4 separate regions of the Mus musculus genome follow, and regions 1, 3 and 4 are each linked to region 2. The links are chromatin contacts, called in public promoter capture Hi-C maps. All regions are on one chromosome and are shown on one strand. The core of a region is the stretch at or near the end of the contact, and the rest is flanking DNA. Distances in the headings are between cores, read along the strand shown. Region 1 has its middle 26 kb from the start of Ppp4r3a. Region 2 holds the start of Atxn3 (ataxin 3). Region 3 overlaps Ccdc88c (coiled-coil domain containing 88C). Region 4 holds the start of Btbd7 (BTB (POZ) domain containing 7).

Region 1 (2,909 bases), core at 75-2,574, 850 kb before region 2:
CATTTGTATGGTTCTGCCATCCACATTACACACAGCTTATCTCCTAGGCTCAAGCCAGTTCCTCCCTACAACTGTTGTACTTGGTGGTCATCCTGCCTTACTGAGAGAGGTCTGTGCTACAACTAGGCTATACATTCACTGATAGCCTCTCCAGGCTTCTTTTCAGGGACTCTGACCCTGCCAATTAGTGTCAAACCTCAGCTTCTCTCATTCAAATCTGGGGCTTCTACTGCAACTGAGGCTGTACCCTTCAAAACTGGCCTCTCTTGGTCTCTGATAGTGCCAAACCTTAGCAGCTATCCATGTGGAAAGCCTTTTGGGGTGCTGCTTGGTAAGGAGTCTGACATTGGTCAAGGACAAGGAAATGGGCTTCAGACAGGAATCTGACAATAGCCATGACAAGGAAGTAAGCTCAGGCAGGAATCTGACATTAGGGCATGATAAGAAAGTAAGTTTCCAAAAGAGTCTAACTTTAGGCTATAAAAGAAGTAGGGTTCAGGCAAGATTTTGGGCTTGGACAAGGAAGTGTGCTCAAGTATTTTGGTCATTCTGACAAACCCTTGGAAACAACTGTCACAGGAGTAATCATGGGACTTCGCTTACTGCCTTGTTATTTCATCATTGTACAGCTTGCCCTTAATACTTGCATGTAATTAAAATGGTATAAAAAGCAGATTGGGAAAATTAAATTTGCTTTCAGTCTCAGAATTGACTGGGGTTCAGGCTACAATGTTGTCTAACTGCCTTTTTCATTTTAATCCTCAGTCCTAAGCTGGAGAACCCATTGACTGACTGGGCTTGGTCATATCCATGACTCCTTCATGCTTCAAAACCTGTACTACCTGAGAGACTCTTACATATTATCAAGTACAGTTGACAGCATGAGATGCAGCCTTGGTGCCACTGGCCAGGCCCAGTCAGCCCCCCTCAATCTGTGGGAATCAGGGCCTCGGACAGATGGGCATAGAGTCAGCGAAAATGGGGTGACAAACAGACGTGGACAAGAGAGAGTGTGTTGGATCTGAATGTAATGTCCAAACAAACACCAGACTTTTTTATACAGAAGAAAAACAAGAAAAGTCAGGTGAACACATCTGCCAAGTTACAGTGACACAAAACAAAAGGAATGCATACATCAAAAGATGATGGGGACCAGGCCGAGTTTATCACTTAAAATGGAGCCAGGTGAATGCTCTGATGTAATGCTAGTCTATTGTTAAACCCACCACCAGGGGTTCTTTAGTAAATACCTGATTAATGCTATTCCTCTGGGACTAGTGAAGAAACCTGCACCAGGGAAATTCCCTTCCACTAACTCTTTCATGAGACAACCCACCTATTTGCTAGGTCATTGTGTATTCCTGTGTTTGAGTTCTGAGTAATCACTATGCAGACTAGCCCAGAGCTTTTCTAGCTCTGTTCTTTGTAATGCCTAATTGGTTTCACTGTCTCTACTAGAAGTGAATTTGAATGTTATTGAATAGGTAACATTCTTACTGAATTCCAAGCTCATCATCAGCTTCAAGGATTTTCTAGGAACCATTGGAACACTGGTGGAGGCTTAGCTATGTCAAAAATCAATCCTTAAAGGCACTTATAATAAAACAATAGTGAAAGAGAGCACACAGATCCAAACACCAGACTAATGAGGGGATAGGGTTTGAGTATACGTGCTATGGGAATGCCAAGGTTCCAGGAGGCATAGTTTCCTTGAAACTCTTTGCCTTGTGAGTGCTTCCAGGCCTTTTAACCTGTCAAGCAGACTTCACTGGAGTGGGCGTAGCACCTTGGCTCCCATTTGGACCACAACACCTGTGTGCTGACCCTGAGGAAACATGTCCCAGGAGATTTTTACCTTAGGGATGCTGTTTTCATCTTAATCACAGATGATTCTTCATCCCCATCTGACAATATTTATTATCCCAGTAAAGCAAAAATTTTGCTTGTGTGGTTCTCTTGTTAACCACAGCCAATTCTTCAGCTCCAGCTAACCAGAAACACAGATTCTTAATTCAAAATATTAAACTGGCCCCAGTAGAGAGTGTTTAAGGAACTCTCAAACTTCCCTCTGAAACTTCACAAGCCAGATCTCCATCGCCTGCATCTCTCTCAGCACTCATCTTTGAAGTGCTCTTTGCTTTGAACAGTCCACTGAGTACTCAACAGATTTTCCAGCCCAAGTCCAAATGTCACCACAACATTTTCAAAACACATGGTCTGGTCTGTCACAGCAATACCCCATGGCTTTGACCCAATTTTTGTTTTAGGGTGTACATTGTCATGGTAAAACACTATCACCAGAAACAACTGAAAAAGAAAAGTGTTTATTTGGATTGCATAGCCTGTGTCACAATTCATAGAGGGAAGCAGAGGTGGAAACTGAAGCAGGGGAGGAATACGGCTTACTGGCTTGCTAATCCTGGCTTGCTCAATTTGCTTTTGTATACTACCCAGGACCACAAGCCCAGGAGTGCCAGTGTCTATAGTGATCCAGGCCCTCCCACATCAATCATCAATCAAGACAGTATCCCTAGAACCTTGCCTATAGGCCAGTCTTATGGGAGCATTTTCTCTATTAACTTTTCCTTTTTCTAGTTAGTCTAGCACAGTTTACTTCCTGATTCTCCAGCAGGAGAGAATGTTTCAATTCATAGTGAATGTTTCACTCAGAGGAAATTGCTACACAAGTGCCGTGGACCAGCCTCAGTTTGCCCCCCTCAATCCTCGGGAGAAATCAGAGTTCCGGTACAGGTGGGTAGGAGTCGGCAAAAAGGATGACAAACAGACACAGACACAAGGGGATGTGCTGTATCTGAATGTAATTTGCCAAATCGAGCATCAGACTTTTAATACAGAAGAAAATAGGGAAGTTAGGTGACATATCAGCAAGGCACAATGAGGTTACCGGA
Region 2 (2,827 bases), core at 34-2,533:
AAAACCTTTGGAAAATTAATTACAAATGAATGTGGGGAGGGGGCCGGGAGGGGGAGCTCACTCAGTCATAGCACGTGGCCATCATCCCAGCCAGCTCTCAGGAGGCAGAGACAGGACGATGGGAGTCTGGAGCCAACTTGGGCTACAAGAAATCCTGTCACAAACTAACTTGTTCCAGTTCCAAAACACTCAAAATGTCTTCTTAAGAGCACTTCATTTAACAACGTCCTTAGATTCACATCATTTTTGTCTTTTTGTTGTGCGTGGATTTTAAACACTATGAGTCAATGCTCCTTTACAAGTGATAAAAACAAAGGCCTTTGCTCCCAACGAAATAATAGTCTCAACTAGCAACCCTCTCCAAACCTAAAATGATTATGAAACATGGTTGTCCGAGAAACACCCAAATGACTTGATAATTGTATGCGAACATAGACCAGTTTCTCAAGATGTCACAGCAATACTTTTAAGCGTAGTCACTTAGGAATTAAGGTGAGGAAGAGACTAAGCCAAATCACACAGTAGAACGATTCTAATCTATCCATAATACCTAAAAACAAAGCTGGCCTCCTGGTCCGGAAAAATGGGAGAACAACCCAAACATCCCCGTAATAAAAACTCTTATGACGACTTCCCTCCGGGGTTTCCTACTTTACTTCCGAAGTGTCAGGCCCTTTAATGGGAAAGCCACGGTCACAACTGCAGAAAGACGTGGGATGGATAATCAAGATCTAAATGCATGGAGCATTCCATTATAGAACTGAGTTGAGAGAGAAAGTTGGATCTGCCAGAGGACAGGTTAGGGGGCGTGGGTGGAGTTGGGAAGGGTCCGCCAGGTGCTGAAAAGGCGACTCGCTAGACTAGACCCTAAGAGAGAAGAGAGAAGAAACCCGAAAAGGTGTGGCAAGTGGACAAGGAACGCCCGCGCTAATCCTCCGGGTGAAGCCCCCCGAAATGCCCAGGCTACCCGCCCGGTCTTCTAGGGCGAGGGTGCCGGGAACGCATGCGGGAGGCTTCACGAGCGGAGCCATGGGGAGAAGGCAGGAAGCACCCCTCACCCAGCCAGGTCGGGATGGGGGCGCTCGGGCCCCGCCTGAGTTCCTGAAGCGGCGTCGCTGCTCCCCACGCCCGCCGCCGAGCCGAGGACGGCTCCCCACCGAACGCCCACACTCACTTTCTCGTGGAAGATGGACTCCATGTTTATTTGTCTGGAGCCAACGGCCCCGGCGCGGAGCAGCCCCCTCCAGCAGCTCCGCCCCCGGCCCCACCCCTCAGCCCCGGTCCGCCCCGCCCTAGCCACGTGCCTCTCGCCAACCAATCACTACTGCGGGCGCACGTCACGAGGCACGCGAACCCGGGAGCACGGGACACGTGACCTGGGCGGCGTTGGTCCTCCCCGCGGCAAGCGTGATGCTGCGGCGCCGCCTGCTGTGCGGAGGAACTTCTCTACGCGGGACAATCTTGTGATTCTAGGGTTCTAGAAGAGAATCCTCGCAGCCAAGTTTTAGGTTCTTTTTTTTCTTTTTTTTTTTTTTTTCCATCTCCACCTTCTTTGGTCCTTTCTCCTCATCTTTATGTGAGCAACTCCTCTCCCACTGAAGACTTCATTCCAGAAGAGGCATTCTCCACATACCTAATATTTGTGTAAAAACTATAGCTAATGTTTAGTTAGGACTGACTTAGAATAGTCCAGTTGTAAGCGCAATTTAATACGGCATTTTTTGATGTGTGTGTGTCTTTTGTAATATTATACAAATAAAGAAATGTAGGTACGAAGAAATTAGCACAGCACACTGTCCAACATAGTTGGCTGTTGGAATGAATATCAGGTCCTGGGGTAAATACGCCATCTCTGAAGGAGGAAGCGTTGGTGAGGAAGTGAAAAATCCAGCAAAATATTGAGTGGCTCGCGCAGGGGATGGGGGTGGGGAGGGGGGGATTGACAAAGATTAAGCGTTGTATTGGGCGTTGTATCTTGTATGGTGGAACCATTTTAGGTTCTTCAATGTAGCAAAGGCCCAGTCTCCTAAAGGCTCATTGTACCTGAAGGTAAGGAAGGCATATGTTGTGTTGGAGGACAGCTGCTCTATGCCAGCCTGTAGCCAGGGTTACATAGGAGGACCCTGTCCACCACCTCCCTACCGGGAAAAAAAAAAAAAAAAAAAAAGCTACAGGCGGTTAAAGATTTTTAAAACTAGAGACATGGGGTCAAATTAGGATTTTAGAGGATCACTGGGGAACAATACTTGAAAGGCATTTGGGGAGAAATGAAGAGACTCTGGTGGTCAGGACTCCAGTAGTGATTTGAGAATGGAGAGAGACCACTTTGAAGCTTTAGGAAACAGAAGACTTTGATGAGGGACTGGGGTGGGATGGGGGTATTGTTAGGAAAGACTTGTGGGTTTCTGCTCTAGGTACCATGTAAAGCAGAAGTGATACTCCAACCAGAAATACTTTACAGAATGAGTAGGGTCTTGGGAAGAGAAGAAAAGGCTTTTAATTTAGAAAATACTGAGCTTAAATATCTCTGCAACTAAAGGTACTTATGATGGTTTGTATATTCTTGGACCAGGGAGTGGCACCATTTGGAAGTGTGGCCTTGTTGGAATAGGTATGACCTGGCTGGAGTAGGTGTGTCACGGTGGGTGTGGGCTTAAGACTCTCACCCCAGTTGCCTGGAAGTCAGTCTTCCACTAGCAGTCTTTGGATGAAGACTTAGAACTCTCAGCTCTGCCTGCGCCATGACAGCCTGGATGCTGCCATGCTCCCACCTTGACGATAATGGACTGAACCTCTGAACCTGTAAGCTAGCCCCAATTAAATGTTG
Region 3 (2,814 bases), core at 135-2,634, 980 kb before region 2:
TACAAACTGACTGTATTTGCTGTTTTTCTCAGTGCCGTGACAAAGTACTTAGAGAAAGCAACTTTACAAAAGATGCATGCAGGTCGTGGTCTGAAGGAATAGTCTCGTCATGGTGGGAAGCTGTGGTAACAAACAGTGAGGTGGCTGCCCATGCTGCATCTGCAGTCAGGAAGCAGAGAGATCAATGGTAGTACTCGCTGGCTTCTTCCTTTTCCTCTTTTTAATTCAGTCCCAGACTCGATCTGAAAATGTCCTCAGAAACACACGTGGATCCCAATCGAATCAAGTTAACAAATATTAACCATTAGCGCTTACATTTTTCTCTCTCCTCATTCAAAGAACTAAAGGTTTTTCCAATTTATAGTCAGCAAGATGCTTGTTGGTAAAAGTGCCTGTCACCAAGCCTAACAACTTGAGACTGATCCCCACCCCACCCCAACATGATGGAAAAGAGAGAACAGGCTACTGAGGGCCGTCATAGGATCTTACTTACACTGTGGTGTACATACACTCTCCCCCCCCCCCCACACACACAGAGTAAATGTAGTAAATAAAGAAAGAAATAGGATTAGAACAAATACAGGCCTGAATAATGAGACAAAGGCATAGGCAGGCTGGAGAAAGGGCCCAAGAACGGCTCAGCAGCCACATGGAGACTCTCAGCAGCCTTGTCACCCCATCCACCCCACTGTAGGACAGCAGGGGGGGCAGCTGGGGAGGACCCTTTCAGTTCTGAGGGGAGCAACCTAGCTATCAACAAGGTGGATGGTGACAGGTAGAGCCTGTACCCTTGCAGGGTTGCAGGAGGTGGCCTGTAGAACAAGCATGCCCACCCTGGTACCCACCCCAGTTAGCTGTGCAGGGCTGTTCCGCGTGGGCTGTGTGAGGGAGGCGTCCATGGATCCAGAACTTCAGGGTAAGGAGACATGGCCGCCTTGAAGCAGTCCTCCCAGTAGGCTGGATCCTGCACATCTCCAACCCCGAGCTCCTCCCACCTTGACACCCCTCTTCACCTCTACAGTCTGGATGGAGAATGCCCCCCAGAGGCCCATGTGCTGAAGGCCTGGTCCCACAGAAGAATAATAAAGAGATTTAACAGGAGGAACCTAACGGGAGGTCCACATTTTGCCCACTGAGGCACACCATGACCTTTGCTCTGTGGCCCTAATGTGAGTAGTTTTGCTCCAACATATGCTTCAAGGTCCCAAAGAACTGAATTATGTGTGTCAGCATCCCAACAACATGATCAGGCCATTCCCCTGTAAGAGGCGATCATCTCACGTTCTAGTGTTCTAGTTCTGTGACAGAAAGCAAGCATGACTTGCCTTCTCTGCTAAGGGCTCATCAAATCCCTGCCCAAATACTACCACTCTCCTCCTGCCTGGGTAAAATGAATCATCCCTCTGCACAGAGAAGCACGAGGGGGTGGCCTCCATTATGCCTTCTCCTCTATACACTGGGGACTTCTCTGTGGCTCCCGGCTCACTGGACCCACGAGTGACCATCTGAACAGCAAGGGCTGGGAAACAGGTTTGGGCTGAGCTCCTCCTGCAAGGCTCCAGCCAAGGGGCAGCCTGCTAGGAGGGAAAAAATATGCAAGGGCATTTGTGTCTCCTTGGAAGGGGCCAGAAAGCAGGCCTGTGGCTCCTTCAACCAGAACAGCAGACATGCCAGGGTCTTGCTTGTGGTCGAAGAGGACAGCTATGCACAGACTACTCTGAGCCCTCCAAATGCTACATCTGCTCCTGGAGACCTATGTTCAAGTGTCATATAAGGAACACTTGGGACCAACAGCCAGCCCCACTAACAGCTAGCCCCAAGAACTCCAGCTATACTCACAGACAGGTCCCTGCAAAGTACACACATGGGGTCGTAACCTCCACTGACCCCAGGAATCTAAACTGGTATTTAGCATGAGCAGAGCAATGGTGGCGGCCAGTACTGCTCAGGACCTACAGCCAAATACCCCAAAACCATGATGTCTGCATAATGTATGGATTTAAACATGTTTACTGACCTCCATGCCTCTGTACTTCTATGGCCCTTTCCCTTCCAGTTTAGCCAATGTAGATGAGATCAGCAGTTTATAAGTCTGTAAATAACTACCGCACTTGGATACAGGCCTTGGAAGAAAAAAAAAAAACCAAGCTCTCTTCCAGACTGTTCTATGATGCACTGCAGAAATTAATTTGCTAACACTCTGGCTTCTTGTCAGACAAATGTAGTCTTTTTGTGTGTGTGGCACAGTGACAGGCCTGGCAGCCGAGAGACCGAAAGTCTCTCCTCGTTTTACAGTTAGAGCTGATGTGAGCCCTTGCTCCTCACGAGGCTCCTGCAGAACGGTCTCACCAGTAAACCAAACAAATGGGCTCGATGGCTATGCAGCTGGCAAGATGGTGCGGCTCTCTCTGTGGGCCATCTCTGGCCTAAGGAAGACACAGCTGTTACTGAGCAGGGATTGAACCTCACCCGGATGACCTTTTTTATGTCTCCAAGTCCCTGGTTAAACAGCTGTAGGAAGCTGGGCTTAAAGGCGTAGCATATGGAGGGAAGGGAGCAGGCCTCCTGCACATAGGCTGTAGCACTAATGCCAGGCTCTGATGGAGGCACTGGGGTATAAGATAGACTGTTTGCTCAAAGGAGCTAGGGGAAAAGGGAAGACAGGACAGGATACATAGGACAAGGAGGCCAAGAGGGCTGCACTAAGAAGAGTGTGGCAAACAAGAGAAGAGCAGCTGGTGGCGCCAGGAGGGTGTGTCACAGTGAATTCATACTGTTTTGGGATCAGAGACCTTGTTCCATTGTGGTACATGT
Region 4 (2,906 bases), core at 159-2,658, 920 kb after region 2:
ACATGACCCACAGAATCGCACCTTTCCGCGTCCAATTCCCCCACTTTAGAACACGCCCAATCTCTAAAGGTGTTCCTGACTCCAAAATTCCAAGACCAGTCGAATCACAGCTGCTATGAAGAATGTACGGTTCATATAACTTCAAGTCTTTCTTCCAGACTTACAAAGAAGACAATGTGAGTAATGGGTGAGCCATAGACGCTACGCAGAGACAAAAGATAACGTCTGCTGGAAAAGCTAATTTATCTGCAAAAAACGCTTCTTCCTTGCTCCGTCACTGTAAGAAGCTTGAGCCGAGGGGCCAGTGCCCTGGGCCAGAGAACCGAGACTGCTCTGCAAATTCGGCCTACTCCAGAGTACTTATTATGTGTGCTGGTATGGGAGAGGCGCTGTGGTGGTTCAAAGCGGATACAACACTCCTCGGAGTTTCTCCGAAGACGGCGAGAAAGTTCTCACCCTGGAGTGTGAGCGAGAGCGAGAGTGTGAGTGCGTGGAAGGGAGAAACAGCAGAGCAGGAGGGAAGGTAGGCACGCCTTTCGCCAAGTCCTCCCGGGAGCTAAGCTAGCTTAGCCTCCGCGGCTCCAGCCGAAGCTCCGCTCCGTATTGTCTCCCCCACCTACCTGTCAAAGCTCAACGCCAGTCTCGGTCCTCCCAGAGCACTCACTCCGGGACGCTTTCACTTCGCCCGCGGGGAGTGGTCCTCCCCAGGCCTGCTCCCCCCTCCCCCCCAAGCTCCGGCCCTCCCCAGCGGCCTCACGCCCACCCCGCAGCCCGTAAACAGGAGTCCGCGCCGGGTGTGGGTTCCCGAGCGCAGGGTGCGGCGGGTCCCGCCCCTCGCAGCCCGGCGCTAGGGGCTCGTCCCGGCGGCCACCCGGGCGGGGGTGGGGGAGCCGCGCGCCCTCCGGCCCTGAGCGCCGCGCCTCGGTCACGGCCCGCTCGGCGGCGCGCTGTCCGGCCCGCCCCTCAGGGCGCGGGGACCGGGAGGCCCCCGTCCCGCGCCGCCGCCGGCGCGCTGGGCCCTAGACGGCCGAGCTGGCCAGCGCCTCGGCAACCCCGCGGCGTCCGGGCCTCGGCCGAGGCGCCACCACGCCCAACCACCGCCCCTGCCGGCAGCCGGACGTCCCGGGCCGCGCGGGGCCGGCGAGACGGCTCCTCAAGCCTCGGACACCGAGGGACACTCACCTCGGAGGCTCCTCCCGCCGCGACTGCTGCTGGGACCGCTGCCGTCGCCTCCGCCGCCGCCGCCCCCAGCGCCGTCGTCCGCACTGGCGCCAGCCCCCGCGGCCATTCTCCTCCAGCCGCCGCCGCCGCCCTCCCCTCTCCTGTCAGTGGCTTAGGCTCCGGGACCACTCCAGGTTCCCCCCGTCGCCATTTTGACTCCGACAGGGAGCAGGAGGGGCTCGCCTCGCGCGGCCCTGGCGCGCCTGCGCCGCTCTGCGGAGCCGGACGGCCCCGCCCGCCCCCGCTGTCGGCTCGCCCACGTCACGTGACCCGACGTCGGCGCGCCGGCTTGGGGAGGAGGGGCAGGCTAGGGAGGCGCGTTCCCAGGGGCTCAGGCCAAGAGGCGAGTGCGCGCGCATTCTTCTGGCTCTGCCTGCCCGAGGGAGGTGCGAAGGGGCGCGGGGTACTTGTTGCAGCATCCTGCACAGCTCCGGGAATTGTAGCTTGTTATTCTTTGTATCTAAATGGAATAATCATCGCTATGCAGGGGAAGGCCAGTTCCACTGTTTCGTTTCCTCTGGGCAGCCGCCACCCACCGGGTGTTGGCATAAAATGCTTGCCTCAAAAAGAACTGCGATCCGGAGGAAAATTCCTTCCTGGCCGACTTTGCGTTTCTGTGGCTTCTTTTTTGTTAAGAATTTCTAAAACTATTTTGTCTTCTTGGTACTTTTATATGTAGTACTTTGCTAGTTACCTAGTATTTGAGAAAAAAAAGATACTGAAAAGTTTCAGTAACAAAGAACTAGGCTGATGGAATTCACAGTGCCCCCCATGGGAGAGCCAGATCTCTTCCATAAACAGCCCTTGTTTGTGATTTTGCCATAATTACAGCGAGGCAGTAACAAAAACGGCTTACATTTATGGAGTGCCCTACAGTTTTCAAAACACAGTTAAATACATGGTTTCTGTCTGGATGCCAAAACTGCCCTTTGAGGTAGCTGGGACCCGCGTTATTATCACTGTTTTACAGCTAGGGAAGCGGGCAAGCCAAGCCAAGAATCCAGGCAGTGTCCTTCAGGAATTTGCGTTTTCCGTCTTTCCCTAGTCTTTCCTGTTACATTTCTTTTTTTGATAGTGTTAGATTAATTTTTTATGTGTATGAATGTTTTGCCTGAATGTATGTGCGCCACATGGGTGCCCACAGATCCCCTGAACTAGAGTCACAGATGGTGGTATAGTCACCATGTGGGTGCTGGGAATCGAGCCCAGGCCCTCTGCAAAAGCAACAGGTGCTTTAAATCACTGTTCCATGTTTTGGGCCTCTTTATGGTCATTTTAAAAAGGACTTCTGAATAAAAAGCTCCTGTCCTTAGTTCCTCAATAAATTAACTCGATTTAACCTAATCAATTAAAGATTTAACCAGCCCTTAACACTTATTTACTTTCTCAATGGATTGGGGTATGGGAGGGGAAAAGTATTTGTATTGAGACCCATATGTAGCCTAGGCTAAACTTTGGCTTGCTGAAATTGACCTTGAACTGTTCCTAGTTCCACCTAAAGCACTGGGATTACAAGGGTGTGTATCATCAGGCCCATCAATCCACTTTGCTTGATGACCGACTTCGTTCAGTTGACTGTGTGCAACATTGCTGATATATGGGTCATGATAGTCAAGTTAGAGCTTGTGGAACTTGGTCCAATAAATGTACCCTTTTCCACTTCTCTGGGAGATGGATTTGAAATT

Evidence for each region. Promoter capture Hi-C pulls out the DNA fragments that hold promoters and counts their contacts.
Region 1: a promoter capture Hi-C map of stem cell-derived epiblast-like cells shows a contact between it and region 2, with 5 times the contacts expected there. The contact joins the enhancer-like site here to the promoter of Atxn3 in region 2. A contact is called at or near these places in 8 of 39 promoter capture datasets (3T3-L1-derived adipocytes, the HPC-7 cell line, cranial neural crest and 5 more), 1 of 15 datasets of contacts at CTCF or cohesin (pro-B cells), 4 of 484 Hi-C or Micro-C datasets (brown adipocytes, cardiomyocytes, cerebral cortex and 1 more), 6 of 115 datasets of contacts at active chromatin or transcription factors (astrocytes, embryonic limb bud, embryonic stem cells and 3 more) and 1 of 9 other capture datasets (adipose tissue).
Region 3: a promoter capture Hi-C map of hippocampal neurons shows a contact between it and region 2, with 2.1 times the contacts expected there. The contact joins the enhancer-like site here to the promoter of Atxn3 in region 2. A contact is called at or near these places in 6 of 39 promoter capture datasets (the 3T3-L1 cell line, 3T3-L1-derived adipocytes, hippocampal neurons and 2 more) and 2 of 115 datasets of contacts at active chromatin or transcription factors (astrocytes and thymic regulatory T cells).
Region 4: a promoter capture Hi-C map of pre-B cells shows a contact between it and region 2. The contact joins the promoter of Btbd7 here to the promoter of Atxn3 in region 2. A contact is called at or near these places in 3 of 39 promoter capture datasets (cranial neural crest, liver and pre-B cells) and 1 of 484 Hi-C or Micro-C datasets (uterus).

Annotation. Positions count from the first base shown.
Region 1 is chr12:101,108,642-101,111,550 of GRCm38.p6, forward strand. No RefSeq gene overlaps it. Among named protein-coding and RNA genes, the nearest start is that of Ppp4r3a, 26 kb to the left of the region's middle. Within about 2 kb of position 1,325, at least 4 of the 459 cell types and tissues checked have an H3K27ac peak or open chromatin away from gene starts, as enhancers often do. A contact at or near this core is called in stem cell-derived epiblast-like cells, where this site is marked.
Region 2 is chr12:101,956,960-101,959,786 of GRCm38.p6, forward strand. It overlaps Atxn3 (ataxin 3), which reads right to left and starts at 1,284. Exons shown (of 11, transcript NM_029705.3): 1 at 1,175-1,284. The coding sequence starts at 1,198.
Region 3 is chr12:100,978,432-100,981,245 of GRCm38.p6, forward strand. All of the region lies in intron 4 of Ccdc88c (coiled-coil domain containing 88C), which reads right to left. Among named protein-coding and RNA genes, the nearest start is that of Gm36756, 6.8 kb to the right of the region's middle. Within about 2 kb of position 1,385, at least 49 of the 459 cell types and tissues checked have an H3K27ac peak or open chromatin away from gene starts, as enhancers often do. A contact at or near this core is called in hippocampal neurons, where this site is marked.
Region 4 is chr12:102,877,034-102,879,939 of GRCm38.p6, forward strand. It overlaps Btbd7 (BTB (POZ) domain containing 7), which reads right to left and starts at 1,409. Exons shown (of 11, transcript NM_001377026.1): 1 at 1,183-1,409.